Linked DNA regions of Mus musculus: regions 1, 2, 3, 4, 6 and 7 are each linked to region 5. The links are chromatin contacts, called in public promoter capture Hi-C maps. All regions are on one chromosome and are shown on one strand. The core of a region is the stretch at or near the end of the contact, and the rest is flanking DNA. Distances in the headings are between cores, read along the strand shown. Region 1 holds the start of Ppfibp2 (PTPRF interacting protein, binding protein 2 (liprin beta 2)). Region 2 holds the start of Trim21 (tripartite motif-containing 21). Region 3 holds the start of Trim68 (tripartite motif-containing 68). Region 4 holds the start of Ovch2 (ovochymase 2). Region 5 holds the start of Fam160a2 (family with sequence similarity 160, member A2). Region 6 holds the start of Rrm1 (ribonucleotide reductase M1). Region 7 has its middle 7.8 kb from the start of Gm38627.

Evidence for each region. Promoter capture Hi-C pulls out the DNA fragments that hold promoters and counts their contacts.
Region 1: a promoter capture Hi-C map of pre-B cells shows a contact between it and region 5, with 7 times the contacts expected there. The contact joins the promoter of Ppfibp2 here to the promoter of Fam160a2 in region 5. A contact is called at or near these places in 5 of 39 promoter capture datasets (cranial neural crest, liver, pre-B cells and 1 more) and 1 of 9 other capture datasets (adipose tissue).
Region 2: a contact with region 5 is called in a promoter capture Hi-C map of pre-B cells, with 7 times the contacts expected there. The contact joins the promoter of Trim21 here to the promoter of Fam160a2 in region 5. A contact is called at or near these places in 7 of 39 promoter capture datasets (3T3-L1-derived adipocytes, the C10 cell line, cranial neural crest and 3 more), 2 of 484 Hi-C or Micro-C datasets (B cells and Th1 cells), 1 of 115 datasets of contacts at active chromatin or transcription factors (astrocytes) and 2 of 9 other capture datasets (adipose tissue and liver).
Region 3: a contact with region 5 is called in a promoter capture Hi-C map of pre-B cells, with 9 times the contacts expected there. The contact joins the promoter of Trim68 here to the promoter of Fam160a2 in region 5. A contact is called at or near these places in 7 of 39 promoter capture datasets (the 3T3-L1 cell line, the C10 cell line, cranial neural crest and 4 more), 1 of 484 Hi-C or Micro-C datasets (CD4 T cells) and 1 of 115 datasets of contacts at active chromatin or transcription factors (astrocytes).
Region 4: a promoter capture Hi-C map of second pharyngeal arch cranial neural crest shows a contact between it and region 5. The contact joins the promoter of Ovch2 here to the promoter of Fam160a2 in region 5. A contact is called at or near these places in 4 of 39 promoter capture datasets (cranial neural crest, hippocampal neurons, liver and 1 more) and 1 of 9 other capture datasets (liver).
Region 6: a contact with region 5 is called in a promoter capture Hi-C map of second pharyngeal arch cranial neural crest. The contact joins the promoter of Rrm1 here to the promoter of Fam160a2 in region 5. A contact is called at or near these places in 11 of 39 promoter capture datasets (the C10 cell line, cranial neural crest, embryonic stem cells and 7 more) and 2 of 115 datasets of contacts at active chromatin or transcription factors (astrocytes and embryonic stem cells).
Region 7: a contact with region 5 is called in a promoter capture Hi-C map of hippocampal neurons, with 6 times the contacts expected there. The contact joins the enhancer-like site here to the promoter of Fam160a2 in region 5. A contact is called at or near these places in 7 of 39 promoter capture datasets (the 3T3-L1 cell line, cranial neural crest, frontonasal cranial neural crest and 3 more) and 2 of 115 datasets of contacts at active chromatin or transcription factors (astrocytes and forebrain).

Annotation. Positions count from the first base shown.
Region 1 is chr7:107,593,229-107,597,021 of GRCm38.p6, forward strand. It overlaps Ppfibp2 (PTPRF interacting protein, binding protein 2 (liprin beta 2)), which reads left to right and starts at 1,823. Exons shown (of 25, transcript NM_008905.2): 1 at 1,823-2,151.
Region 2 is chr7:102,563,240-102,567,027 of GRCm38.p6, forward strand. Trim21 (tripartite motif-containing 21) reads right to left here and starts at 2,243. Exons shown (of 8, transcript NM_009277.4): 1 at 2,150-2,243; 2 at 1,033-1,101; 3 at 455-886; 4 at 27-122. The coding sequence starts at 850.
Region 3 is chr7:102,685,920-102,689,597 of GRCm38.p6, forward strand. It overlaps Trim68 (tripartite motif-containing 68), which reads right to left and starts at 1,408. Exons shown (of 7, transcript NM_198012.4): 1 at 1,222-1,408.
Region 4 is chr7:107,798,975-107,802,736 of GRCm38.p6, forward strand. It overlaps Ovch2 (ovochymase 2), which reads right to left and starts at 2,205. Exons shown (of 16, transcript NM_172908.3): 1 at 2,118-2,205. The coding sequence starts at 2,205.
Region 5 is chr7:105,398,554-105,402,209 of GRCm38.p6, forward strand. Fam160a2 (family with sequence similarity 160, member A2) reads right to left here and starts at 1,501. Exons shown (of 12, transcript NM_199009.3): 1 at 1,331-1,501. It also overlaps a transcript of Cnga4 not described here.
Region 6 is chr7:102,439,738-102,443,641 of GRCm38.p6, forward strand. It overlaps Rrm1 (ribonucleotide reductase M1), which reads left to right and starts at 1,958. Exons shown (of 19, transcript NM_009103.3): 1 at 1,958-2,306; 2 at 3,250-3,338. The coding sequence starts at 2,288.
Region 7 is chr7:102,511,414-102,515,067 of GRCm38.p6, forward strand. It overlaps the pseudogene Gm8556. Among named protein-coding and RNA genes, the nearest start is that of Gm38627, 7.8 kb to the left of the region's middle. Within about 2 kb of position 1,843, at least 106 of the 459 cell types and tissues checked have an H3K27ac peak or open chromatin away from gene starts, as enhancers often do. A contact at or near this core is called in astrocytes, forebrain and hippocampal neurons, where this site is marked.

The DNA.
Region 1 (3,793 bases), core at 573-3,072, 2.2 Mb after region 5:
AGTTTGTAGCGTGCTGTCTGGCTTCTATCCGGGAAATGTTGGGATTTGATAGTTTTGCAAGATAGATTTGTCTCAAACAGTACACCCTGGTACACAGAATCCCCACAGGCAGGATATCCCTGTTAGGTGAAATTTTCGTTGGAAAGGACCTGTTCATTGCTGCTTTTCCTAACAGCATGAGGGCCCTGGAACACCTGCTTCTGTATCGTTCACGTGTGCTTTTCAGTTCCACTCTGGTTGGATTTAAATGAAGATTGATGGTGTCTCCATGACCCACAGAAATGGTTATTTATTATATTGCTGCACATTGGAATCACCTGGGGAGCTTTTCAAATTCCGAATATGCAGGTTATCCTCTCCAACGCCAAGAGATCAGACCCTCTGGAGATGGGAGGAGAGCGTCTGTACTTTTTTTTTTGTTTTTTGGTTGTTTTTTTTTTTTTTTTTTTTTTTTTTTTTTTCGAGACAGGGTTTTTCTGTGTAGCACTGGCTGTCCTGGAACTCACACTGTAGACCAGGCTGGCCTTGAACTCAAAAATCCACCTGCCTCTGCCTCCCGAGTGCTGGGATCAAAGGCGTGCACCACCACGCCCGGCGTCTGTACTTTTAAAGCTCCTTCCCAAACTGCACAGAAGCTTGAGAAAGCCAAGTTCATAAAACATTTTACAAAATAATTGTATAGTTCTGAGAAAATGCTGCAGTTTCTGGGGGCCTGGGGGAAGAAACTGCCCCCGTGGCCCCAAGCTACCAGTGGGATTTGGAACTGCCCACACTTGAACTTATATGAACTGCGCAGGCTCTGTTTCCAAAAGCCTCTCACCCGCTATTTTAAGGAAGTGAAAGAACCGAAGGGTGTCCTGCTGTGACACAAGTCTGGGGCCCCAATCTTCCTCTACTGGCTTTGCCTTTGCTCTGCTGCTGGCCATGTCCCCGCAGTGCTCACACACCTGTTTGCCACAGTATTTATGATCTTCTGTTCATGTGTGCAAGCCTCTGGTCATACCAGTAATTTTAGACTAATTTTGAAAAAAAAAAAAAAAAAAAAAAGACGAGTCGTGTCTGTCAACACTCCAGGTGTAAGCAACTGGAGTCCAGCTTAGTAGAGACTCCTGCCAGAGTCCCTGTATCCCTGCCATCTGAGGCCCTGGAGATTCTAAGCAGATAAAATGAGCAACCGGCCCTTGGAGGCCCGGGTAGGGCAAGCAGCTGTGGTAAAACCCAGGGCCTTATGCACGCTCGAGGTAGGTGCTGGGATTCGGTCTCCAGGTTTTTTTTGTTTGTTTGTTTTGCATACTTGTACCTGACCTTGCAGGGCACAGGAAGTGTTCTGTCTTCAGCTATTCACAAGACAGAACACCAGAGCTTTAACCACTAGAGGGACCTTCAGGAAAGGCGGGGGGAGCGGCGGCGGAGGTTGAGTTAGACAGATCTAAGAGTGACATGGAACCCAAATTGGGGTTGGTCTGGGCTGATTGGGAATGATACAGGTCTTAGACTACCCTTAATCTCAATGGGGTTACACAAGGCCCGCTGTGTGTGTGTGTGTGTGTGTGTGTGTGTGTGTACGCTTGCGCTTCGGTGCTCCTTTCTGCAATTCTCCGCACGCTTTCCTCGTCCTGCTGACAGATTACAAAAACTCTGGAGACCTGAGCACAGTGGGACACAAGGAAAATGCCTAGGGTCCTTTCTGCGGCCGGAAGAGTGCAAGAGTCCTAGGTGCAAGCAGTGGGCTGGACCCAGAGAGGGGCGTGGTCTCCCGGGAGGGGCGGGGTTTGAGCCAGCACGGGAGCTCTGCCTGGGGGCGGGGCTGACCAGGCAAGTCCCTGTGGAACTGGAACTGTGGCTCTTGGGTCCTCGCGGGCCACTGCGGTGCGGGAGAAGGAGGAGGGGTGGCAGAGGGGCGGTTCCTAGGGGGAAGGTCCCAGCAGCCAGAGAGCCACACTCCGGGACCAGCCTCTCTGGGATCCCCGCCTCCGTCACGTGGGTGCCGAACCGGGTCGGTGCTGGCGGGTCTGCCACTTGGTTGGCAGTTGGTCCTTGGGCCAGTGGCCTGTCACTGGGTTCTCCGCTCTTATGTTGGAAAGTGTGAGGGACACAGGAGCGACCTGCATACCTGAGCCTCCGAGAGAGAAGCTGCACTCTGGCATCCAGGTCAGTGGGTCTCCCTGCCTCGGCTCACCGCTATCCCGGGAACTGAGTACCCCCAGATCCAAGAACTACATGGGTAGTTGGGCGTCTGTGGTCTTTTAGACCTTCGAACGTTTTCAAGACTTGGGGACCCACTTATTTGTCTGGGAGACTGAGAAAAGGGAGCAACTCCCCTGGATTTGCTTGAGTTTTCTACCCGACCTCGCTCTGGATGTGCCACCTGCCCCGCGCTTCTACAGGTGGCAGAGTGGTCCCCAGGATACCGGGGTGTTCCGATATCTCAGAGTTCCGGGCGATTTTGACCCAAGCCTTGAGTCCCGTGAGGGCAGCAGTGGCATCAACTGGAGATACCTAGGTGGGTTTGTTCCATAGACCTTTGGTCCAGAGCGCTTTGGCCAGGAGCAGTTCTGTGCACTAATTGCTAAATGCAACACACTTCCCAAAGGCTCAAGGCAGGATTAGGGTGTGGGGATGCTTCTGTTTTTAAAAGTGGGTCCTCTTCCCTCCTTCCATCCTGACGCCAGACCCATACTTTTCCCTCCGATCAAAATAAGGTTATTATATGTTTAAAAACTAGAACTTCCAAGGTTCCGGTAGGATTCAAATAGGCATTCAGCTCTTTCTTAGAGCACTGAGATATTTGATATAGATCAGTCTTCCTCTTCATATTTTGGTTTTATTTCTGCCTGTGTTCATTTCTCTTGGTCCTTAATTGATTATATTGTAGACTGTAGTGTTTATTAGATTACCGAGTATTTTGTTAAGGTAAATGCTCAACTACAGGAAGGAAGTCAATTACAGACCTAATTAATCTTCAGTCTTAGATTACTATTGGTATACTAAACATGTTATCTGATTAGAAATTATTTCTTTCTTCACCAGCCCGTTTGTATGCATATTTACGTGACTTTGAAGTGGAATATTGTTAAGTCTTTTGTTGTTATTTTCATTTGGGATTTTATTTAAGGCTGATGGTGATGGGAACTGGTGATCTCATTTAGACCCTTGTGAATGCTTAGCTAGGCAAGTGCTCTACCACTGAGCAACAACACTCAGCCCTCACATAATATATTAGTGGTATCACTCTGAGGTTTGATGATGTGCCGATTTTAGTTTATTGCTACTATTGTCTGTGTTTTGGTAACTAAGGCAGATATGCTAAGTGGATGGATAACATAAGAGATACATGTAAGAGATAAAGACAGATGAAGGTTGGAACAAACTTACAGAAATTCTAGGGGTTTGTTTGTTTTTTTTCACCAGAATAAGGAAAATCTGGGTAGGTTTTAAGAAGGATCAATCTATATGAGGGATGTCACAGGAAGATGTTAGCGGTGACCTGGGCCATGGAGAGGTCTATAAGGCAAACTCAGTCTATAAGAAATGGCTACTGGTCCTTCTTGGTTCCTGGCCTGATTGGTAGACAGAACAAAATAACAACAAAACCAATGGTCCCAGCTGGCCCAAGGCCACAGACTTCAATGTATGGGATATTAAGCAGAGACTGACTGTGGTCTGCTGAGCTTATCAAAGTTAGAGTCCTTGAACTTTGACCTGCCCAACCCCCAGCCTGACAGAAATCTAGTAAACATTTGTGGAGAGAAAGGTCAGCTGACATTTTAGAGCCCTGTGCTTCAGACACAAG
Region 2 (3,788 bases), core at 993-3,492, 2.8 Mb before region 5:
GACACAGCCCAGCCTACAGCTCTTGCCTTCCAGTCTGTTCTTTGCATCGTGAGATCCATTTCCATCTTCTCGGCCAACTCTTTCCCCTTTCTCAGTTTTTCTAAAGCCACGTGGATCTTCTCCTGTAGAAAAAGATGGCAGGTTAGTCCCCAGGTTGGAGGAGGCAGATGGAAAGACTATGGAAGAAATCTAGTATGTCTTAACAAAAACAGAGTTACACCAATGGGTAACGGGATCTGGGCCACTGCATTTCTAATGTACCCGGGAGCCACGAGGAAGCACGATGCATGACTCCTTTCCCATGGCTTTGCCTCTGCTGCTGAGAAATAAAGTTGTATTCCATACACAAGCTCCTCTCAATGAAGGGAGAAATTATCCCTTCATCCCCCAACTTCTCAGCCACCATTCTGGGGGACAAAGTGGCTATGTTCTTTAGTCTGTGCTAAGGCCTTACCTGGTATACCTTAGCAGCCTCTTCAATAGGGACCCTGGTGTGGTCCCGGTGTTTCCCAGACTGGGCACACACCCAGCAAAGGGCCTGCCCATCTTCCTCACAGAATAGGTGAAGCTTCTCTCCATGCTTCATGCAGTGCGTTTCCTGGGTACTCTTCTTGGTATTCTGGGCTATCTGTTTAAGGTTTTCCACCATGTTGGCTATATGTCTATTGGGCCTGAGGTTTCGGAGCAGAAACTGTTGCCGGCACTCGGGACATGAACTGCCCCCATTCTTCCCAACTTCAAAAATGCATTCCTTGCAAAAGCAATGGCCACATTCGATACTCATAGGCTCCACCATGGGATCCAGGCAGATAGAACAGGTGACCTCCTCCCACATCTTTTCCAGAGACATTTTTGAGGTTGTAGAGGGTGATATCTGCCGTGGAATCTTGAGAGATGCAGAGGGGCGAAGAGATAAAAATGAGAGTTTGTAGGACAAAAGCAAAAGCAAGGCAAACCCCAAACTCCCCCAAATAATGCCAAGGTGGACAAGCGATGACACAGGAGGGAAAGGCAGAAGGCAAAAGCACCAACCTGAATGACAGGAGCCTCTCCTCCGGCCTCACCCACTGAGCAAGCCAGGCAGAAGGGGAAACCGAGTTTCTAGAAGAGACAGAGAAAACTGGTGGGGGTAACGCTGCTAACAGCTCCACCGTCACCACACCCATCCCTGCTTAACCCTCACTGTCTAGGCGTCTCCCATTTCCTTTCTGTCATCTTATGCCTCTACTGCCCAGAGACGTCAGTCATGGCAGTAACGACCATTTACCATATCACCACAGACCCTCCATATTCCAACCAGAGTTAGCTCATACTAGTCTTCATTAATCTTGGCAGAAACCACAGGGGTCAGGCATTAGGAGTCAAGGTTTATGCAGCTATACATCATAGTAGACATTTTGTCAAATATGACAGGCTGCACATATGGTGGTTGTGCAATAGGCAACACAATGCAGCCTAGGTGTGTCATTAGCGACCCCACTCAGGTTCATGTAAGATGTCATTCATTATCCGGAGTACATTGTCTAAGAGTATATGGCCCAGTTATAAGAGTTGCATGTGTGTATATGCATGTTTTTATATATGTATGTACACATATATTGATGTTTTTATATGCAAACTATACTTGTGCACAAATGCATCAATGTAGGCGTGCCCATATGTTCCCCTCTATAAATGTCTATGTACATAACATGCAGGTGTGCTCACCGGTGAACATTTTTGGGGAGCACTCCCTGGGCTCTTCTCTAAGCTGCTCCAAACCTAGTCTCAACTTCCTTTAGGGTGTGGAGTATCTTAAATCCACAGAAATTTCTACATGGATAGCACTCTCCTCAAGCAGGGATCTTCAAGGGGTAAGGGTTTCCCTGAGCTCCCCTCTGGCCTAGGTCACCACCCTGCTTCTCCTGCCCTTGCTAGGACTGTCGTCTCAGCTAGTCCAGGGCACTAGGAAAGTCACTTTCAGAGCCCAGCTTCCACAGGCCAGCATGGGCAGCTCTGCAGGGCTAGGACAAGACAACTCTGATGAAAAGAAGCAGCAGGTGGGTTCGCAAATTCCCGAGTGTGGGGTGCTGATGGGAAGAGGCTCCTTGAATCTGGTGTGGGGATAAAGAGCCCACCTAGGCCGGCCAGGGGTCCCAGTCTCACTCACCTAACCAGGGTCCTCAGCTTTAGTTATGTGCTCCCAGCTTCGCTTTTGCAAGCCTGCAGTCCAAATTTCACTTTCAGTTTCCTCTCAGAGGCAGGTCTAGCAGGAAGAGGGAGGAGCAAGGGGAGGAGTGAGGAGTTGAGTGGCAAGAGGAGGTTAGAGGCAGAGAAGGCGGAGGCTGGGCGGAGACTGGGCAGAGACAGGGCAGAGAGTGGGAGGAGAGAGGTCAGAGGTGCAAGAAACTGACTCCTGGCCACAGGCAGGGAAAAAACTCAGTACCTGTCCTCCTGGGTCTCTCTAAGGCCCCCTTGTCCCCTTTAACAGAATGTAATCTACAGGATATCGATCTTTGACACTGGTCTTTTCTTCTTACCTGGGAGCTTCTGAGAGAAGAGGTCTGAATGGGAGAGGGAGGAGTCACCATCTGTTTCCTACAGGGATGGATAGCTTCCCCCAAGACTGATCCCGCCACCGTCACTGTTTTTTATTAGTATATATTAATTGTACAGAGTACTTGAAGTATACCCATTTCCCACCACTCTGTTGTGTGATTTTGCTCTTTTCAAATAGTTTGGGGCTAGAAATTTATTCTTTATGATGTCAAGGTATGTGTTGTACCAGTGAAGGGAGTTAAGACTTATGGACAATTGATATTGTATTATAACTTGCGCTAAAAACAGCAGTGGAATTTTCCTCGCTATTTATTATATTTAGGAAACAAAACCATTCTGTGATTTGAAATTTCTAGTCCTGTTTAAGAGATCTCTCTTAGTGAAAGGCCGCCAGGCAACATCTACTGTCTAGATTGTGCTGTTGTACTGGGGCTTGGTTCCTGGAGCACAACAGTCCTAGAAAGCAGAATGAAAAAGAGTCAAGCATCCGAAAGGACGAAGACATCTATAAACATCAGAAAACGACTCTGCTTCTACCACGGAAGGTCTGCTGCTATTTCCTGCAGGCAAAGAACTTGGGTCCCAAAATAAGGCAGAGGGTAGAGTCAATGTCTATTTTGCTATTCACCACCAGAGGATGCTCTGTTTCAGTTTACACACTGGATAGAGAGATTAATGCACACCCTAGGGGTGTGCTGATATATACTCTATAATGTGCACACAGGACTACTAACATATTGTACTCAGAGCTGCCTCAGCTCCCACCTTGGTAATTGTTTGAAGACCCCACCTACTGAAGACCCAAACTCCCTTCACTCACAGATAGTACTTTGATATTTCAAACTTCCCTCTCCCTGACAAAATGACCCAAGTCTTTATTTGGGAAGAATTAATGCTATTGATATTATTGTCTAGCACATTATTAGTGTGTTGGTGAAGTGAGATGTTTATACTTTGGGTTTTAATCATATTCTCTACTAACTTGAGTGTGTATTGGCAACCCAAGTTGTCCCTGGTGATATGCAAGTACATTTTGTCCAGGACAGGAAAAGCTTCTTCTACTTATTTCTAATTTAGTGACTTAAGAAGCCCCCAAAAATATGGAAGCAGAAGGAGGACCAGTTGGAAACAAGAAAGGACCAACGGGTGTGGGAGAGGGACAAGAAAGGATGACGGGTGTGGTGGCGCACGCCTTTAATCCCAGCACTCCGGAGGCAGAGGCAGGCGGATTTCTGAGTTCGAGGCTAGCC
Region 3 (3,678 bases), core at 158-2,657, 2.7 Mb before region 5:
CTGAACTCAAAGGCCCATGTACGCTCCAGCGGAGGGATCATGGAGTAAGCATCCTCCTTTCACCCCCTCACCCCCTCGACTGTTCTGAAATGCTGGGGATTTAACAAGAATCTCAAGCATGCTAGGCAGATGCCTAAGTCTTCTTACTCTCCCAACTGCACCCGTGGCAGCCATATTCTCCTCAGTGCTATGTGCAGTGCTTGGACCCGGGGTCTGTTCATTTTACCCTATTTGGAATCACACTCTTCCAACTGAGACTGTTTCCACGATCTCACTGTTGATATCATTTACCAGAGTCTGTGGGTTTCTTAATTCACACACTAGAAATTTACTATTCATATTTTCTGTTTTTCTTACAATATCCTAATGTCGTGGTACGTTTAATACAGAGTTATCTTCAGTTTTGCTCAGTGTATTCTTGATGCCAACAACAGTGTCTCAATACTTGTTAAATGCATGAGAATTCAATGTAAATGTTTAGGCATAGCTGATAGTAGAGGTGTTAATATCTTCATCTAAGGCAGTGTGCATGTGTCCACCTGTTCATGCTTTGGTGTCAAAAGCACTACTTAAAGCTACAGAAAACCAAAAAAACCCCCAAACAACAACAACAACAACAACAACAACAACAACAACAACAACAACAACAACCAGACAAAACAGCAGATGAAAATTTGGAAGACACTGGCAGTAGGAAAGCGAGGCAAAGAAAGATAGAAATGATAAATCAAGATAAATCACAAAAATGTAGTGGAAGCATGTTAGTTCTATACATTGCCTCAAAAAATGTAAACATGGGAAAGATGTCAAAGATCTGGAGATAAATACAGTTTTCCAATAGAGGATCTCCAATAGAGATCTTTTATCAAACATAAATACTTGGTCAAAAGTTTGACTCATTAACTGCTCAGACCTGTCCAACCTGTAGCTGAGGGCAGCTGTGAATACAGGCCAAACACAAAACTGTAAAATGTTAAGTTTCTTTATGCGATTTTGTTCTCCAGAGTGAACTTTGTAGACTACAATATCAAAAGGTTGCACCTAGCAACCAGTGCCTCCACGGTCCTCAGGGCCGCGAAGGGAGGGGGAAGAGCCTGGAAGCGGCAGAAACCAGCCTCGGGTCTGGAAGCAGTGGCGGTCCGTGCCTTCCTGACCTTCGGGCACTAGGCAGTTCCCCAGGGCGGTGGGATTGGGAACAGGGGAGGGTAAAGAGGGCAGGACCTGTGTTGTCCTCCAAAGAGGTCTGCTGTCGCCTCCTTCTCTAAGCAGCTGTGGAGGCGCGGGGCTCCAGCGGTCCAATCCGCAGCGTAGGAAGCAGCGGGGCGCTCGCCCGCCGCCGGAAGCCGCGATAGCAGCGGGGGCGAGGGACCCAAGGCAAGAGCCGCGCCCGGAGCTGCAGGACCCACCCACTGCGCCGGAACCGACGAATCACTTCTGCACTCAGAGTGGCCTGATTGGCTGTTCGCTTGCCACGTTTCCTGGTTGAATTCAGCTACCTAGCGTGGGTGCGCAGCCGGGCTTCCTTAAGTGGCACCTTTACGCATTGGAATCCGCAGTTCCCTGGAACACGAGCTGCAAGTGGCTGCTCCAGGTTTCAGACAATTAAGCAAAAGTTTTAATAAATGCTTCTGTTTTTCCTGGCTAACTCTTGACACTTACATACTTTTGGTAGCTCCTCATTGCAACAAACTAGTTTCAGAGTTAGAAAACATATTAAATTACGAAGTCCTGATCATAAGCTGCCAGTAAAAAAATCTTTTTAAAGCAGTGTGTAAGCTTTCCTCTCGTCCAACCGCAGAGACACACAAGACCAAGCGTGTTAAATCATAGACCTGGATTTTTCTTTGTAGTTCTTTGGTTCTTTTTCGGATACTGGGACTTTTACTGAGTAAGCAAGAGAAGACACTCAGTGACATATGGGAAGTAACGAAAAAAATTCCAGATGAATCCAGCTTCCAGTGATATGTTTATCGTTGGGACCCATGCTCTTTGAATTCCATGACAATGTCAGAGCTGAGGACATGGTTGACATTCTTCAGGGTGACACCCAGAAAATTATTGAAAATAGACAGGACCAGCACTGTAGGGGGAGAGGGAGGAACTGAGATTTGAACTGAGCCTCTGCTTCTTGGTAGAGACAAATGACTGACCTTATGTCACAGTGAACAGATGGATTCAAAGAAGACATTTAAAAAATACTAATTGAGCATGCATACAAAGAGACCTGGATTGCAAGACTGGGTCATACATTCTCTGCCTTAAAGTCAACCAAGTTCAAGGGAATTGAAATCAAAAGGGGACATCTTTTTCATTTGTAATTGAATGTGTTTGTAACTATGACTGACTCTCAAAGGCCCTGAGAATAGGACACCATAGAGTGACTGGGGGAAGAGGCTCTTGCTTATGAGGAGCACTTTGGACTTAAAAGTTTTGAAGACACGATCAAGTAACCTCATTGGCTGATGAACTTATACAGAATAAAAATAAGAACAGGAGAAGACTGGCTTCCAGGAAGCTAGGAGAAGGGTCTCTAAGCCCATCCCTACAGTGACACACTTCTTCCAACAAGGCCACACCTACTATTGTTAGACCCCGAAACTGGGGAGACTTCCGCTCAAGTCCCGGGATGAGCTGGCCAGCACTCCAATAACTCGAGAGAAAACCACACCTGATGCAAAACTGCAAGAGGCTTTATTGTCAGCTGAGGATGAGCTCCCTATCGGTAACAGTAGGGGGCTTTTAGAGGAAAAACGTGAGGAATTGGGAGGAGTTGGGAGGATGAGTTGGCTACAGCTCATCTCTGGCGGGTGTCCTTGGTAAAATTACAAGGCATGAGGAGTGGGGAGTGAGTTGTAGCTCTTCTTTGTGGAGTCTATCTCCGTGTCCTTGGCACAGGGAGCCAGGCAAGTACCTGGCTAGGTCTTTTTACAATTATCACAACTCTGGTTGTAAGGTATAGAAACAAAAAGGCTTTTTTGCTGGCTATAGAGAACAAAGAGCTTCTTTCTGGCTGTATTTTTAGAAATCAGGGAAAACAAGCTTGGGGGAGACGCTTTAAGTCGGGGTCTCACACTATTAGTGCCACTCCCTGGGCCAAGCATATTCAAACCAACACACACACACACACACACACACACACACACACACACACACACACAGAGAGAGAGAGAGAGAGAGAGAGAGAGAGAGACAGAGACAGAGACAGAGACAGAGAGACAGAGAGATTGATTTAGATGATTTGTATGATAGGTTCTGGGTATTAAAAAAACAACCATTAATATCTTTTATAGCAATGGTTCTCAACCTGTGGGCTATAATCCCTTCAACAAACCTCTATTTCCAAAATTATTTACATTATGACTCACAACAGTAGCAAAATTAGAGTTATGAAGTAAGAGTGAAAATAATTTTATGTTTGGGGTCACTACAGCACAAGGAACTAACTGTCTTAAAGGGTTTCAGCATTAGGAAGGTTGACAATCACTGCTTTGGAGCCAAAGAATTCAGTGGCTACTCTGTCCACAGAGTTGGTGTCTCAGCATTGAAGACACAGGACACAGGACTCGCCTCCCTCCCTCCTTCCCTCTCTTCCTCCCTCCCTCCTTTCCTCACTTTCCCATTCCCAAAAGAGTCTCTGATCTTTTATATTGAGACCATGTTGGAAGGCTGAAGAACCTT
Region 4 (3,762 bases), core at 955-3,454, 2.4 Mb after region 5:
CCTGTGTTCCATCCAGACTGAGCATCCACTTCTGTATTTGCCAGGCACTGGCATAACATCAAAGGACTGACTTCTAATGTGAAGGTTAACTGCTGCAGGGATAATTGGCACTGGGTTGTCAGGAATTCAGTCTCTTTTCTTTCAGAGCTCTCTGGTCTCAAAAAAAGAGAGGTACTTTGTAGTATCCTGCGACACTCACACTCACTGTGTACCAAGATGATTGTTTCTGGCTTTCAACCCAGGTAGACTGTGGACTCCACAACAATGGGGATACCTTCCTCCCTCCCTCCCTCCCTCCCTCCCTCCCTCCCTCCCTCCCTCCCTCCCTTCCTTTCTTCCTTCCTTCCTTTTCTTTGTGAGAGAATTTCATTTCAATATGGAGCTCAGGATGACCTTAAGTTCATGTTTTCCCTGCCTCTGCTTTTGGAAGTCTGCTTTTGGATTACAGGTGTGTAACATCACATCTAGCATAGGCACAATGGAATTACAAATTCACATATGCAGAGTTGCTTAGTTAACTTATGGATGATGCTGTAGTCTGTCCTAGTTTTTAATTGTGTCTATCTCTCTCTCTCTCTGCTCTGCCTATGAGACTGAGTCTTTAATGCATGCCTGCCACACAGTTAGATATGAAGAAATTTAATTAGATTTACTATAGGGCAAAAAATACATTGTTCAGGAACAGTGGTATGATGATAGTTTTAATTCACACACTGGTGTTAAGACAGGTGCCTGTCAGGTAAAGAGAAGACATAACTTAACAAGAAAGCCTTCATCCCCGACAACACTTCAATATGTGTGCATTTATGTGGGCTTTTGACTTCTTAAGTAAGGGGTGAGTTTAAATTTGTTTAATTACACTGTGCAATTCTGTGTTGAATTTGTTTCTCTTGAGGTTATTTTTTCCTATGAAGTTTCCAAGAGTGCATATAAAACTCTCCATCATTATCACTGAGCTTCTTCACCTAGATGGCTCTTTGAATGCTTACTACCACTTCATCTGAAAAGTCTTCCTTGATTTCTTCAAACTGGGACCTGGATCTCTCCCACAATATAGCACTCTTTCTCTCCACTCCCTGTTCCCCTTTAACAGTTCTTTCCAAGCTATGTTATGAGAGTAAATTGTCTCCTTCCCTCATTGGACTACAGAATTCTTCAGTGAGATACTTAGGAATGTGGGTCCTATGCATACACACTTCTAAGGTCTAGCACAGTTCCTGGCTTACAAGTTACACCTGAAAGCATGGCTGATTGAGCACATGACTTTTCTTGGGACTATATCCTTAAGAGGAGAGCTACTTAGATCGTCTTTAAAGCATATAAAGCTCTCCCATATAATTTATTTCTTAATCCCCACACATTGCCTGAAAAAAGGACTTTCATCTTCATGTAGAAGACGTGAAAACTAAAAATCAATGAGACCTGTATCTAATAACAGCAAAACATGAAACGACCAATTGTGGTTTCATTCTGAGCCCATTGCATGTATGATCAAAAGCTGTTCCAGCTGCTTCAGATGGATGAGTCATAAATCTGCTAGACATAAAATTTAGTATTACCTGAAGTCACTGAAGCAGAGACAGAAAACATGTTGATTCTCTGGGCTGGCACAAGTCCGACTACAGACAAGCTTGCCAACAACTGTTTTAAGCTCATTATAATCAATGCAAAAATATTTATACTATATGTCAGTGAGCATGCATCATATGGTTATTAGGATAATTTCCCTGAAGATTCTAAATACTTCCAAACCTGTTCTGATCTCCCAGAATTTGCTCCATGGAAGAATACCAGGTTGTGTAATGCTTCCAAATAAGTGGCCAATCCTAGGTCAGTTGGTAAAACTAGGAGAAAATACTTAGGGTCCCTACAACTGTTTATATTTATTTCATATTATTTCAATTCCATATGCTTATCACAGGAGAAAATTCCAGAGAAATATTTTTGAGAACCAATTACATTTCTGAAGTAATTTGCTTCTCTTGTATTCCCAAGGGAACAAGAGGTGGAGACGTTACTCTGATTTGCTGCAAGAGTGATCCCACCAGACAAAAAACAAAACAAACCAACCAACCAAACAAAACCGAAAGTAGTTATACACTTAATTTGAAACTTACTTCTTATGGAGGAAAGGGTTTCAGAATGACCTTGTTCCAAGCAGACCATTCCTAATATTAAAATCAGCTTGTCCTTGCTGATAGGCATGTTGAGATTCAACGCTTCCTCCTGAAACGTAGAGAGGCTGAAGGAAACAAAGGCAGCAAGCTTTGGAAGAATAGCAATAATCCAACTTAAAACAAGCTTATTTATTAACTGAGACTGGAGGCATAAGATGTCTTTGCATGTGGTTTCTTGAAAATGTTTTTTGTTAGATGTGGGGAATCAACTACAAAACTGAAGTCTTGACTGAGCAGCATAACATTCTATTCCACCTACATCAATAAGTTGCTTCCTCCAGTGTTCCTGGCTTAGCAAAGTGGTTTGTGTTTGAGGTTTTGTTGTGATTGTTACTTGCTCCTTTTTCTGTAAGAGGATTAAATATTTGTGTGTAATACTTCTAGCAAGATGCAAACAACTGTGTACTTATCCCTGATAGGTAATTGAGAACAGATTAAAGTAAGGATACCACCAATATCCAACTTGGTGAACCAATGTATTTTATTGGCATTACTTACAGGACTATGGATGAGGGGTTAGTCACAGGAGCTGAAATGACTCAAAGACAGTGCATTAACAAAAGCCTACTCCAGCATGGGTGACAAATTATAAAAGATTGAGACCTAGAGCACAATATAGTCTGTAGACAGTTGAACAAATTGAAGTGTCCTTTGTAGGCAGTTTTGTTGGTTTGAGTCTTTTCTAGACAGCTCAGTGGATCCAAGATTGTATTTCAGCAGTCTTTACTGCTTACATATGCTAGAGAGAGACCTAATGAATCTTACTAGTTTCACTGACTTCATAATATCTTTGTTTACTTCTTGAGCCTTAACTAGGCTCCCTTTACAATATCCTAAGTCTTAAGGAGGTTCTTTCCATGATAAAATGTTTTATTTCCTAAGGATTTGCTACACAACAAATATCAACATTGTCCCTTTGCAAGGGTAGATATTCTTAGCTGTTTGCAAACAGCCCACCAGAATGTACTAAAACACTTTACTCCCGTTCTTTTCCAAGTGTAACCGCATTAGCATGTATTAGTGAGGAAGAGGAGAAAAAAACCCTAATGCAGTAGCACATTCCATAATACATACTGCTACAGACTCTTAGGATTTTAGGATGCTGTTCATTGGCGTGTTTGTGAAGTTTCATTTCCCCCCATGAAAAAAGTATTCTAGAAGGCTAACAATCTTCACTTCTGTACCTTGTAGATGTCTAGACACAAAAAGTGGCTATAATTACTTCCACATTTTCCTCTTTCCTGGCTGAATTTCTTGGCACGTTGTGCTGGCTAGATTTATATCAGCTTGACACATGGGACTCTCAATTGAAAAAAAAATGCCTTAGAAGCTTTGCTTAGAGGCTAGTCTGTGGTGCATTTTCTAAGGTTACCATTGTTGTGGGAGGGTCCAGCTCACTGTGGGCAGTGTACACCTGGGCAGCTTGTCCAGGACAGTATAAGAAAGGCTGAATAAGCCATGAGGAGCAAGAGAGCTCCACTTCTCCATGGCTGCTGCACTAATTCCTGTCTCCAGGTTTCTGCTTGAGTTCCTGATCTGTTTTACCTGGATGAAGAAATGACTACAAGCTATAACATGAAATAAA
Region 5 (3,656 bases), core at 251-2,750:
AGAATATAAACTGAGGCTGCCTCAAATTCTCTAGGGATAGTCTTCATAGAAAGACCTAAATACTGTTATGGTTAAAGGAGGTTCAAGACACCTCAACTACATAGCCGACTGTCAGATCAGAGAGAAGATCCAGAGAATGGATCATATCACTAGTGAGACTAACTTCCCCAAATTCATGTCTGTGTGGATAAGGAGATGGACTTATAAAATACAAATAAAATGAACTTAATTATAGGATACAGAGGGAAATATGAGCTGTAAAATAGAGAAAACTTTTCAGGTGGTCTAAGTGTTTGGCATCTTGATTTCACAAATATGCACATATGTCAAAACATGTACACTTAAAGTATAAGCATTTACTGTACAAAAATTTGCTTCCACAAAGTCATGGGTTTTTTGTTCCTGCTTTTCAAACTCCTAAGAAGAGCAAACCTAAACACAGTGCTGCATATAACAAGCCATGTGACTTCCATGAAAGCAACTGCTCGTCCAATACAGATGACAGCAACAGGGAAGGAGGAATGTAGTAAGGGTGCCCAGAAGCAGGCAGAGAGAAAATATGGGTAGTTCTCTCTCTCCACCTCTCAAAACACAAAAACAAACTTCCTGATGGCCTCATTTTAAAGTCTGCCTTACAAAAGCAGAACCTGAGGAAACTGTGGTTCCATTATTACTCTGTAGATGACTAAACCTCAAACATTTTCCTTATCACAGTTACTGTTGCTTATGATGCTGTTTTGTGTGTGGTGTTTGGGGTTTGTTATTGTGGTTCTGGGGTTTTTTTTTTTTTCCTCCTCTCTCACTCTCTAACATATCTATGGGCACAGGGCGGCCAAGTGCACAACACTTGCGCCTGTACTTTACTTGATCGTAAACTATTGCTCTCCCTGGACAGGGCATCCAAGGAGGCCCCACAACCAACCTCAGCTCTCATGCAAGTCTCATAACCCTCAAGCCCCTTTCCTCCTCTGCCCTGCTTTCAACTGCTACACCAAGGCACAGCCATCCCCCGCTGGTTCCCGCCTTGGCCTTTAACGCTCCCCATCCCCGCACAGGCCTTACCCCCTCAACTCTTGTCCCAGGACGTCCCTCACCTTTCCAAGCTCAGCGAACCCACACCCTTTGCAAACGGTGGTTATGAGTTCCTTCAACTGGGCCCTTCGGAGCTGGGCCCAGGATCCCCTCCAGCGGGCTTCTTCCTGGTGCACAGCACCTAGGCTGTCCCCTGCCCCCCTACCTCAGATGTTCGCAGCCCCTCACCACCTGCCAACCCTTCACCCTGTCCCTTCAATTCCAAACCCGGTGCCGTCATCCCGAATCCCCTCGGCACCTTGCGCCTCTGCGCGCGCCGCGGCCCACGCGTCTCTTTCACTTGCACCACGCCGCCCTGCCCGGGCCTGTCGGCGGCCGGGCTAGGTGAGTTCAGGCCGCCGCCATCGCTCCTCAGGCGAACCAGCCGCGCCCCGCCCCGCGCCACACGCAGCCCGCGCCCCCGCGCACCTCACGCAACCGCCCAGTGACGCACGGCTGGGCAGCGGCGTGCCAGCTCATTGGTCCGGCCAGGCCCCAGCCAGAGCGTCGACGCCCGTTTCCTGGCAACGGCCGAGCGCAGGGGCGGGGTCTCCGTCCGCATTCCAAGAAAGGAGCGGCTCCACACTCTCAGGCCCCGCCCCCTCGACCCGCAGACTCCGCCCTTCTGAGGATTCTGGCGTTTTATAGGGGACGACTGAGAAGAGGCGGGGACAGAGGAGAGAAATTCGAACCGGAGGGCAGAAGGCTGCTCTAAGGGAGGGACAAGCTTCTGAGGCTAGGAAAGAGTAGGCTTTGGAAGGCACTGGGAGAGATAGAGGGCGAGGACGAGGGGGCGGGAACACAGGCCCTGGGCGGTGCTTATAGCGTCAAGTGGGCAGGGCTTTTCCTAAAGGATAGGCCAAGGGCCAGTCTGTGGGCAGGGCTGTAGAAAGCTCTCCTAGACCAGGCTGTTTGCTACCAAGCTAGTTTGTTTCCACCAGACTTATGCACGCCGGTTGGATTCTACCTTCCTACCCGTGAAGACCGCCTCTTCCTAGCTCTCCCGAAGCTTCCGTGACCTCGTAGAACGTGGAATAAGTTCCTACATGACAGCCTGGATTCCTGATCCGTTAGAACCTGTCTCAGTCTTAGGGCTGCGAAAGGAAAAGCGTCTAGAAGCAGCACTTAGCATGATCCCTGTTCATAGAGGATGAAAGAGCTGAGAGATGGCTTCAGGGAGAAATGCTGGCTGAAACAAGAGTGAGAAACACTAAGAGAATTAGCAGTTTCCGATAAAATCTGTAGTTGATTCTATCAGTGTTACCTGATTGTGATCATTCTGTGATTACATAATATGATGGATGACAGGGGGGCATGGGTAAGGAGTTTACAGCTTTGTGTGTTGTTTTTGTGACTTTTCTGTGATTCTAAAACTGGTTCAAATTAAAAGTATCCATAAAGAAGAAAGAAATAAAAATTTCACCCTAAAGAATTAGCTATCCCAAGGCAAGGCAGAATGGTCAAGACCCGGAGAACACCTGGAGCTGGGAGCATGCAAAGCAAAGATCAGATGAGAATGAAAACGGAATATATAATACTGCGGGACTAGTTGACCGTGTTAGTTTATATTATAGTCTTGGAATTTTATACATAGTCAGGTGGACAGGGCACCTTTGCAAATGGTCATTCAAAAGCAAAGCCCAAAATAGGATCAAAAGGATGTAGAAAAGGGAGTTTGTGGACACTGGGAAGGGTTTGAGACTTGGGTAAAGGGAAGGGAAAGGATTAAATATTGACATCCTGTATAAATTAAAAACCATCAAAGGGAACCAGAGAGATACCATCCTGGTTAAAGCACTGGCTGAGCAAACGTGACAGCCAGAGTTCAAATTCCCCAGAATCTACATAAATACCGGGTGGGTGTTGTGATCCACCGGGATCTGTCCTTGAAAGGTGACTCTGTTTTATTGAGAGAACCTGTCTCATTAAATCAGATGGAAGAACAAACAAGTGTGATTCCTTCCATCAGTCTCAGGCCTCCACAAGCACACACACACACACACACACACCACTCAAGGGCATACTCACAAATTTCCAGAGCTGAGGCATTGTTATGAGAGGTGGGAGTGACAGTGACTAGAAAGAAGAAGAGTGACTCCTCAAGCTTATAATAGTTCTGCTTCTTGAGCCAAGTACTGAGCTGGGTAAGTTCAATTTGTGAAAATATATCAAACTATAGATTTCTCTATTACTGTTGTTCCAGTGATAGTGGTAGTTACTATGTTGGCTGTATTAGTCAGCTGTCCATCACTGTTCCAAAATGAGATTAATAACAGAAAAAAAAAAAGTTTATCTTGATTCAGAAATTTCTGCCATGCTTGCCTTTGGAACAGTGGTGAGGAAGTAGATCATGCCACAGAGTATATGGCAGCGGAGGCTGTTTACCTCGTGCCATCCTAGAAGTAAAGGGTAAGATAGAAAAATGTTAGAACCCCAACATTCTCAAGGGCATACCTCATTGGCATGCTACCTGCCCCTTCCTAAAAGTTTTACCATCCCCCAATTGTGCCAGAACCTATTGACCAAGACCTCAGAACATAGCCTGTGGGGTACCTTTAAGACTCAAACCACAGTACTAAGTAACA
Region 6 (3,904 bases), core at 708-3,207, 3.0 Mb before region 5:
TCCATCTCCCAGGGATATCAAGTATAGCAAGATAACAAGATTCGTAAGTCTAGGCACAAACCCCCATATCAAGGTTGTGCAAGGCAGCCCAGTAGCGGGAAAAGGGTCAGAAGAGAGTCAGATTCCCTCACTCCCACTGCTAGGAGTCTCATAAAAACACCAACCTAACAAATGTAACATACATGCATAGGACCTAGCACAGACCCTTGTAGGCTCCATGATTGCTGCGTCAGTCTCTGTGAGTCCCTATGACGCCTGCTTAGTTGACTCAGTGAGCCGTGTTCTCCTGGTGTCTTCCACCCCTGTGGCTCCTACAGTTCTTTCTCTAAGCTCTGAAGGGAGAGACCTGTGAAAATCTCCAGTTTGGGCTCTCTTTCTCTGTCTAATGTTTGGCTATGGGTTTTTATATCTGCTCCCAGCTGCAGAAGGAATCCCCTCTTGATGAGGACTGGGCTAGGCACTGACCTAGAGTTTTGGCAGCTGGCCCAAGTTTGGATTTTTGGTTTGCTTTTATTTTTTAGACCTCGGTTCCACATTATAAAAAAAGATGCAATATTTGTCTCTATAAGCTTGGCTTATTATGATGATCTCCAGCTCCATTTCTAGCAAATGATATTATATTCCCCTAACATCTGAATATCAATTGTGTTTCCATATCATATTTTCCCCCTGGATAGCCCTGGTCCTCTAGCTTCATGTAGGATTTCCTATGATGTGTCAGTTGTGGGTGGAGATGGACCCCTTCTGGAGGGTGTAAGAAGCAAATGATAGGTTTTAGCGAAAGAATGCCACATACATTATTTTATGAAGATCAGTTTTATGACCGAAATTAGTTTTTATACTTGTCTTGAATAGGTTTAAAGTACGACTTTAACTATTCTTTCTTTTTTTCACCTAGCCTTTCCCCCCATTTTATTGAAAATGGATTTTTTTTTTCGCCTCACATAACATATCCTGATTATGTTTTCCCTTCTCTCCTTCCAGTTCCTCCCCATCTGGGTCCTGCCCCGTTTTGTCTCTCGTTAGAAAACAAACAGGCTTCCAAGGGAAGAAAAGAAAAAAGAAAAAAAAAAAAAGAAAGAAAACTAGCACATCAGTGTTGAACAGAACCAACAGAAGGACAGAATGCATGAGAAGGAACAAGAATCAGAGATACACTTGTTCGCACACTCAGGCGAACACTATAAAATCCCATAAAAAACACTAGTAAACTGGAAGGCAGGCAGGCCCTGGGCATGCTGCCTTAGTCTCAAGAGTTTATAAGAGCATAGAGGGCCTTGATTCTTCGGTGTCCTCCATCCCCCTAGGTTCTTACACTCTTTCTTCCTCCTTTTCTATGGGGCCCCCTGAGTCATTTGGGGAGGGATTTGATGGAGAAGTCCCTTAGGACTGAGTATTCGCAGATGTCTTGGTCTCTGCATAATGTCTGGCTGTTTTCACGTATTAATGTGGCGACGACTATCTTATTGCTGATCCTATCTCTACTACCATCCACAAAACTGTAAAAGCAAATGGACTGTGGGCCTTCATAAGAGTTTCACAGTACCCCTATTTCTGTAAGGCTGAAATTCAAACACCTTTGGTCTAGCCCCACTCTTTAACTGAGGAGTGTAGACCTACGAGCCCCGGGCTTCCTATCTGCTTCTTATTTGCGGGTTGTAGGCTTTAGTGCAAACCAGAACAAAATCTTGGTGTTTCCATAATGTCCATAATGTAAAATAGCAAAAAAAAAAAAAAAAAAGTCAGAGGGGTAGGGAAGGGGGAAGGGAGGAGGAAGAAGGAAAAAGGAAAAAGGTGTTCTGGATATCTGGTTGGTTACTTTTTTGTTATGAAATAAAAATACTCGGGAGATTTGCTTGCCCACACCCAATATGGCGGCAGGAGAACTCGTTCCCGCCAGGTCCGCTTTCACCCAATGTGGTGGAAAGGAGCGCAGTCTCCCGGGCTTTGCCCACACTCAATATGGCGGCCAAGGGACTCGTGTGCTGTCTGTCTACTGCTCAGTTTCCGCCCATTCAACTCCCGGCGTTGAAACGTCAAGAACGTCATTCGAATTCCGTCCGTCGCGTTGCTCTGCACGTCACGGGTGGCGGGAGCGGGAAGGAGTTCGTAATTCGGTTAGTCTGCTCTGGTGAGGAAAGTGCTGTCTATCGCGCAGCTTCCATCCCTCCGTCCGAGCAGCCTCTCGGAGTCCAACCCTTCACATCTGACAGTCGTCTCTGTCCCTTCTTCGCCTCGGAGCTGCTAACTGGTCTCGAACCTCTCAGCACTTCAGCTTCTAGCGGCGATGCATGTGATCAAGCGAGGTGAGGGGTCCGTGGGGATGGGGAGGAGGAGAGGGGACCCGGCTGCGGAGAGCCCAGCGGTCACTATCGCCGGCCCGCCCGACCCGCCCGACCCGCGGCGCCTCGCCGCTTCCCGCGCTTCCCGCCGCGCTTCCCGCCCTGTCTGTCAGCTGGGCCTGTGTCTGCTCAGTCTGTCCCCATTCTCTTGACCTTTGTGTGTTCCCTTTGACTTTGACTTTGTGCTCCCTTCCAGACTCCCTCCAACCCTGTCTGAGATTGTTCCCGAGCACTGTTATTCCTTGCCGCCATCCTCAGAGGTAGCTGCTTTTGGCTCCATTTTTTTAGAAGAGGTTGCAAAGACACGAAAAAGCACCCCAACACCCCCATTCCACCCCAGCTAGTAGTTGGTGAGGTTAGAATTGAAACCCATAGCTCATAATAGCCCTGTGCCTGTCTTTCCTCATTTCTTAAACAAAATAACAGACAAAAGAACCGCGGAGTCGATGATCTGGTGTAGGAGGAAATAAGGAAAAAAAGAAAAGGCAGGACACCACATTTTTTGAACATCTGTCATTTTTCTGGTCTCTTCTGAGGTGGGAGTGTAGTATCATCTCTCCTGCCTCTGCATTTTTGTGGGGAGGTTTTTTTTTTTTTTTTTTTTTTTACATTGTTTGTTCTTGGGACAGGGTTTCTCTGACTGGCCTGGAACTTACTCTGTGTAGATCAGTCTAGCCTCAAACTCACAGAGGGCTGCCTCCTCTATCATAGGTCGATAGACAAAGACTTTTAACCCAAATAGACAAAGACTTAATCCGAGTAGACATGATTAACCACTGAGCAGTCTCTGCAGACCCCAAAGACAATCTCTTAATTGTTTTAAACAGTTTTAAAAGCTGAATATACTTGATTCTTTGGTATTGCCCGCTTAATAACTGCTAATGCTAACTGTGATTTGATTATTTAGATGGCCGCCAAGAGCGAGTTATGTTTGACAAAATTACATCACGAATCCAGAAACTCTGTTATGGACTCAACATGGACTTTGTTGATCCTGTAAGTAAATACAGTGTGTATCAGGGGTTCTTTGCATGCTATGTGATTTTATGTCACTTACCTCTAGCCCTTCACTTAACTATACTTCAGTGTTAAATGTGAATTTATTGCCTGACACTTTCCTTAATTTTGATGTGTCCTTCAAGTTCTCATTTCCTGGAGAACTCAGAACATGAACTAAGAGGGGACAGTTGATGTGACTACTGGTCAGGCATCTTGTTTATCCGTATTTAGCCACACAGTGTAGAAATTAGTTCTATTTACCGTCATCTGGAATTAGGAGTGCTGTGTATCTTACTCATTTAACTTTTAAGAGTCTCTAACAGTTTTATACATACATATGTAAAATACACTTTTGTCATACTTTCTTCAGTGACCTCTTATCTCCTTCCTACAGCCATCTTCTCCATAAGTCTCTTAGTGCTTTGTGTGAGTGTGTGCATGTGTGTTTATGTGTGTGTTTGTGAGTGTGTGTCTGGGTCCCTATCTGTCCCACTTCATTTACTTAGAGTTGTTGTGTGAACATTGGTCTGGAATTAATTTACTTGATTGAGCAAGGGCAGCTT
Region 7 (3,654 bases), core at 593-3,092, 2.9 Mb before region 5:
TTGCTTAGATTCTCCTCAGTGCAACTGATGGCCAAATTAGCTGCCTAAAGTCAACCAGACTGTAAACAGTGGTGCCAGAATCCAACAAGGAGTTGTTTAAACTCAAATCTTGTGCCCATTTCTTCACCTACGGGGGTGTCTGTGATGGTGGTTTTGACGGACAGGTAGAAGGGGGAGGCCCTTGAAGGAGAAGAGACCCTCTCACAGAAAACTAGCTTTCATGAGGACTCAGCCCTGAGATGAGGACCCTAACCCTGCAAGTACGGTGGAGGGGCAGCATGGAGGCTGTCCTAAGTACCAGCACAGGCCTGGCCACACCATGCCTGAGTCCCGGTCCACTCACTAGCGTGACTATGACCTAGAGAAAGTGATGTCATGGCTCTGCACATCAGTTTCATTCTGCAAAATGGGAGAATGACAGTAGCAGGCAAGTGTGGCAATGCCCCCAGCCCTCAGCCCGGAAGCTTTTCGTTACCACCCATAGCATTCTCAGCTCTGAATTTTTCTCTCTCCCCCCAAGTTATCCAGGGAGTTTTAAGGGGTAGATTGGCACATGCGATGGTGCTTAGTGCACAGGAAAATGGCCAGAAAATGTTGTCATTATGAACATTTGAGACGTATCCCAAAGTATACTCCGTCAGACAGTGCCACAGGATGCTAGTGTATGTTGAAAGAGGAAGTTCTGCTATGGTAAGCATCAAAACCCAGACTTAAACCAAGAGAAACATCTGTCCCCCTCGGAAAGACTCCAACTGATTAAAAGAAATTGTCAGCTACTACTCCCCAAAGCTGAGGAGGGTAGCTTAAGTAAGTGGTTCTCAACTTGCAGGGCCATGGAGCTTTTTCCTGTGTAGTGCGTGCGTGCGTGCGTGCGTGCGTATATGTGTGTGTGTGTGTGTGTGTGTGTGTGTGTGTCCTGGAAGATACTTAGGAAAAATGCAAGGCTCTCTTCACCTTAAAAAAAATTGAGGCAGGGTCTCACATAGCCCAGGCTAGCCTCTACTGTAACTGATTACGTAGTGGAGGATGGTCTTTAACCGAGCCAAGCTCGGAGAGCTTTTGTTTTGCCTCAATCGGTCTCTGGGTCTCAGGGTCACCATGTGGGCTTAGGTCTCAGTTTCCTTCTCTGAAATGCGAACAACTGTGTATGTACAACAGGGCCTATCGCAGTGTTGTTAGGACTGAGGAAATTAATGTAAGTAGTTTCACAGTTCCTGGCACACAGACTGTAAATGTGAGCCTTTCACTCTCTTCTGGGGACAAGTCATGATTGATCCTCATTCTGATGTGTGGCTCTTGCCCAGAAGTTAGTAGGTGACCCCCAGCGCTGTCAGTTTGGAGAATAAGTTGAACACACCCCAGGATGAGATATAATGATTACTCTCTCTCCTTTTTCCGCCTGACCACTGGTCACTGGGGAGAGATTACTGGGCCAGGGTCTAGGGTTCAGTGGTCAAGGCTTTTGAATGGACCGGGAGGGGTGGATCTGGAGATCGGGCCAGCAAAACACCGGAAACCCTAGATTCGGTCTCCCTGGCCACTCGTTGGTGTGGCTGTGGCGACCTCGGCTTCCGTGGGTGGCACTGGGAGCTTGCTTGCAGGCGGCCACGGCAGGCTTGCGCCAGGTTGCCAAAGCCGGGCCTCCGCGGCGCTCCGCTGGGGCTCGTTAGCGCCGCGGGCTGGCTGTCGCCACAGCGGCCCGCGGGAGCCTGGCGATCTCGTAAACATTAAGTCCCCATGCTCTGACGAGGCCCGTGGGAAGCGGCGGGGTTGAGGGCGGCCGAAGGCTGTGAGCTGGGAGCGCGGTGCCTGGTGGCTCTGTCACCAGGACCCGGGCGCCCGAGGCTTGTGCGTGCCGCCGCGTGGGGGCGCCCGAGTCCACGGAACGAGCCTGTAGGGTGAGCGCGAAACTGGAAGACACCCGTGCGCTCAGTTTCCTCCACGACCAAACATCGTTCCCGATTCTTCTCTCTAAGCTTTTAAAATAAACTCGATAAACTTGGAACCAGGCGGGGGCTGATGGAGCAGTAGGGAAAGCTGATGTTGGGTGAACATGCCCGGGCACCTCACTTTTTCAGCTTTATTTATTACTTGGCAGCAGGCTGTGTTTCTCAATGCTCAGCTGTGTTCTAGCTTAAATCCAGTTAATCTTTCTCTTCTCCTTACCAAGGGAAAATTAAAATTAGGATGTCAAAAGATCACATATTAGGGTGTGGAGGCACGTGCTTGCAATGCAGAGGTGGAGGTAGATCAGAAGTTCAAAGTCAACCCTGACTACACAGCAAGTTTGATACTAGCCTGGGATACAGGAGATCTGGCATCAATAAACAAGCAAAACCAAACCAAAACCAACCAACTAAACGACCCCCACCGCTGACAAAACAACAACCAAATCAACAAGAAACAAAAGCCCAACCTCTACACCCCTTCTCCCCCCTTCCCTCCTCCAGTCTTTAAACCTGTATTTGGCATTGTTAGCCCCATCAGAGAACCCAGGCCTACTTGGGATGGCCATGACTCTGAAAAGGGGCTAAATTCTCTGGAACTCACTTGCTAGGATCAACACTCATAGGGTAGTGCTTCCTGTGTCTTTCTGTTCTCTACAGTGCAGGGTGTGGATCTACCGCAGAGCTGTCCCTCTCCCCCCAGTTCGGTGTCTTTGTCCCTTCGGACTAGAAAGCAATAGTGCTACAAGCTAATCTCAGACCTGAAGTCCACCACGCAGGGATTTCAATGTCTGTGCTTCTGTCAGACTGGGTTGGGGAGGGATAATGTCTGTCTGAGGATAGCACCTCGTCTGCTCTGCTGGCCACGACAAACCCAGTGGCTCACTATCATTCATCTCTCACAGTTTTGGAGGCTGAGTATTTCAAGACTCGGGTGCTGGCAGATTAAATGCCTGGTGAGCGCCCTATTCTGAGTTTGCAGAAAAAGAGGAAGTTACTGGTCTGTGGGAACAGTAGAAGTGAGACTCAGGCATTTATTGTGGAGCTGGGCAAGGCTCCTTTCCTGAGCCACCAGCTCCAGTTGCCTGACTTCAGTTTACTGGAGGCAGGTATCAGGCTGCTCACAGATCAAGGGCAGTAAGCCTTTATTGATCTGGAGGTGGGGTAGAATAATGCTTGCTAATTTCCCATTGCTCATGGGCACAGTGGAGGTGCTTTCCTTCCTGGGTACAATCTGGCCTGAGGGTTTGCAGGCTTACAGTTCCAACTGAAACCAGAACTGCTGAGCAGTTCATTGCCATGTACAGGGATAGTAGCCTCAGGTTTGGTATGGGCCATATGATCAAACTGTATGTCCTTCAGTTGCCAATAAACACATACGAAGCTCGAAACAGCAAACAGATTAAGATAACTCTAAATTACAATTTTGGAAAAAAGTTTTCTTTCGGTTTTTCAAGACAGGGTTTCTCTGTGTAGCCCTGGCTGTCCTGGAATTCAATTTGTAGACCAGGCTGGTCTTGAACACAGAGATTCACCTGCCTCTGACTCCTTCCTGAGTGCTGGAATTAAATGTGTGTGCTAGCATTCTCATCTGGGAAAATAAACATTTTAAGTGATCGACATGTCTACATGCAGAGTTGAGCAGGGTCTGACTCACAAGTGTTAAGAGAGTACAGGGACAGACACAGTATAAAGACAGAAGTGGCCA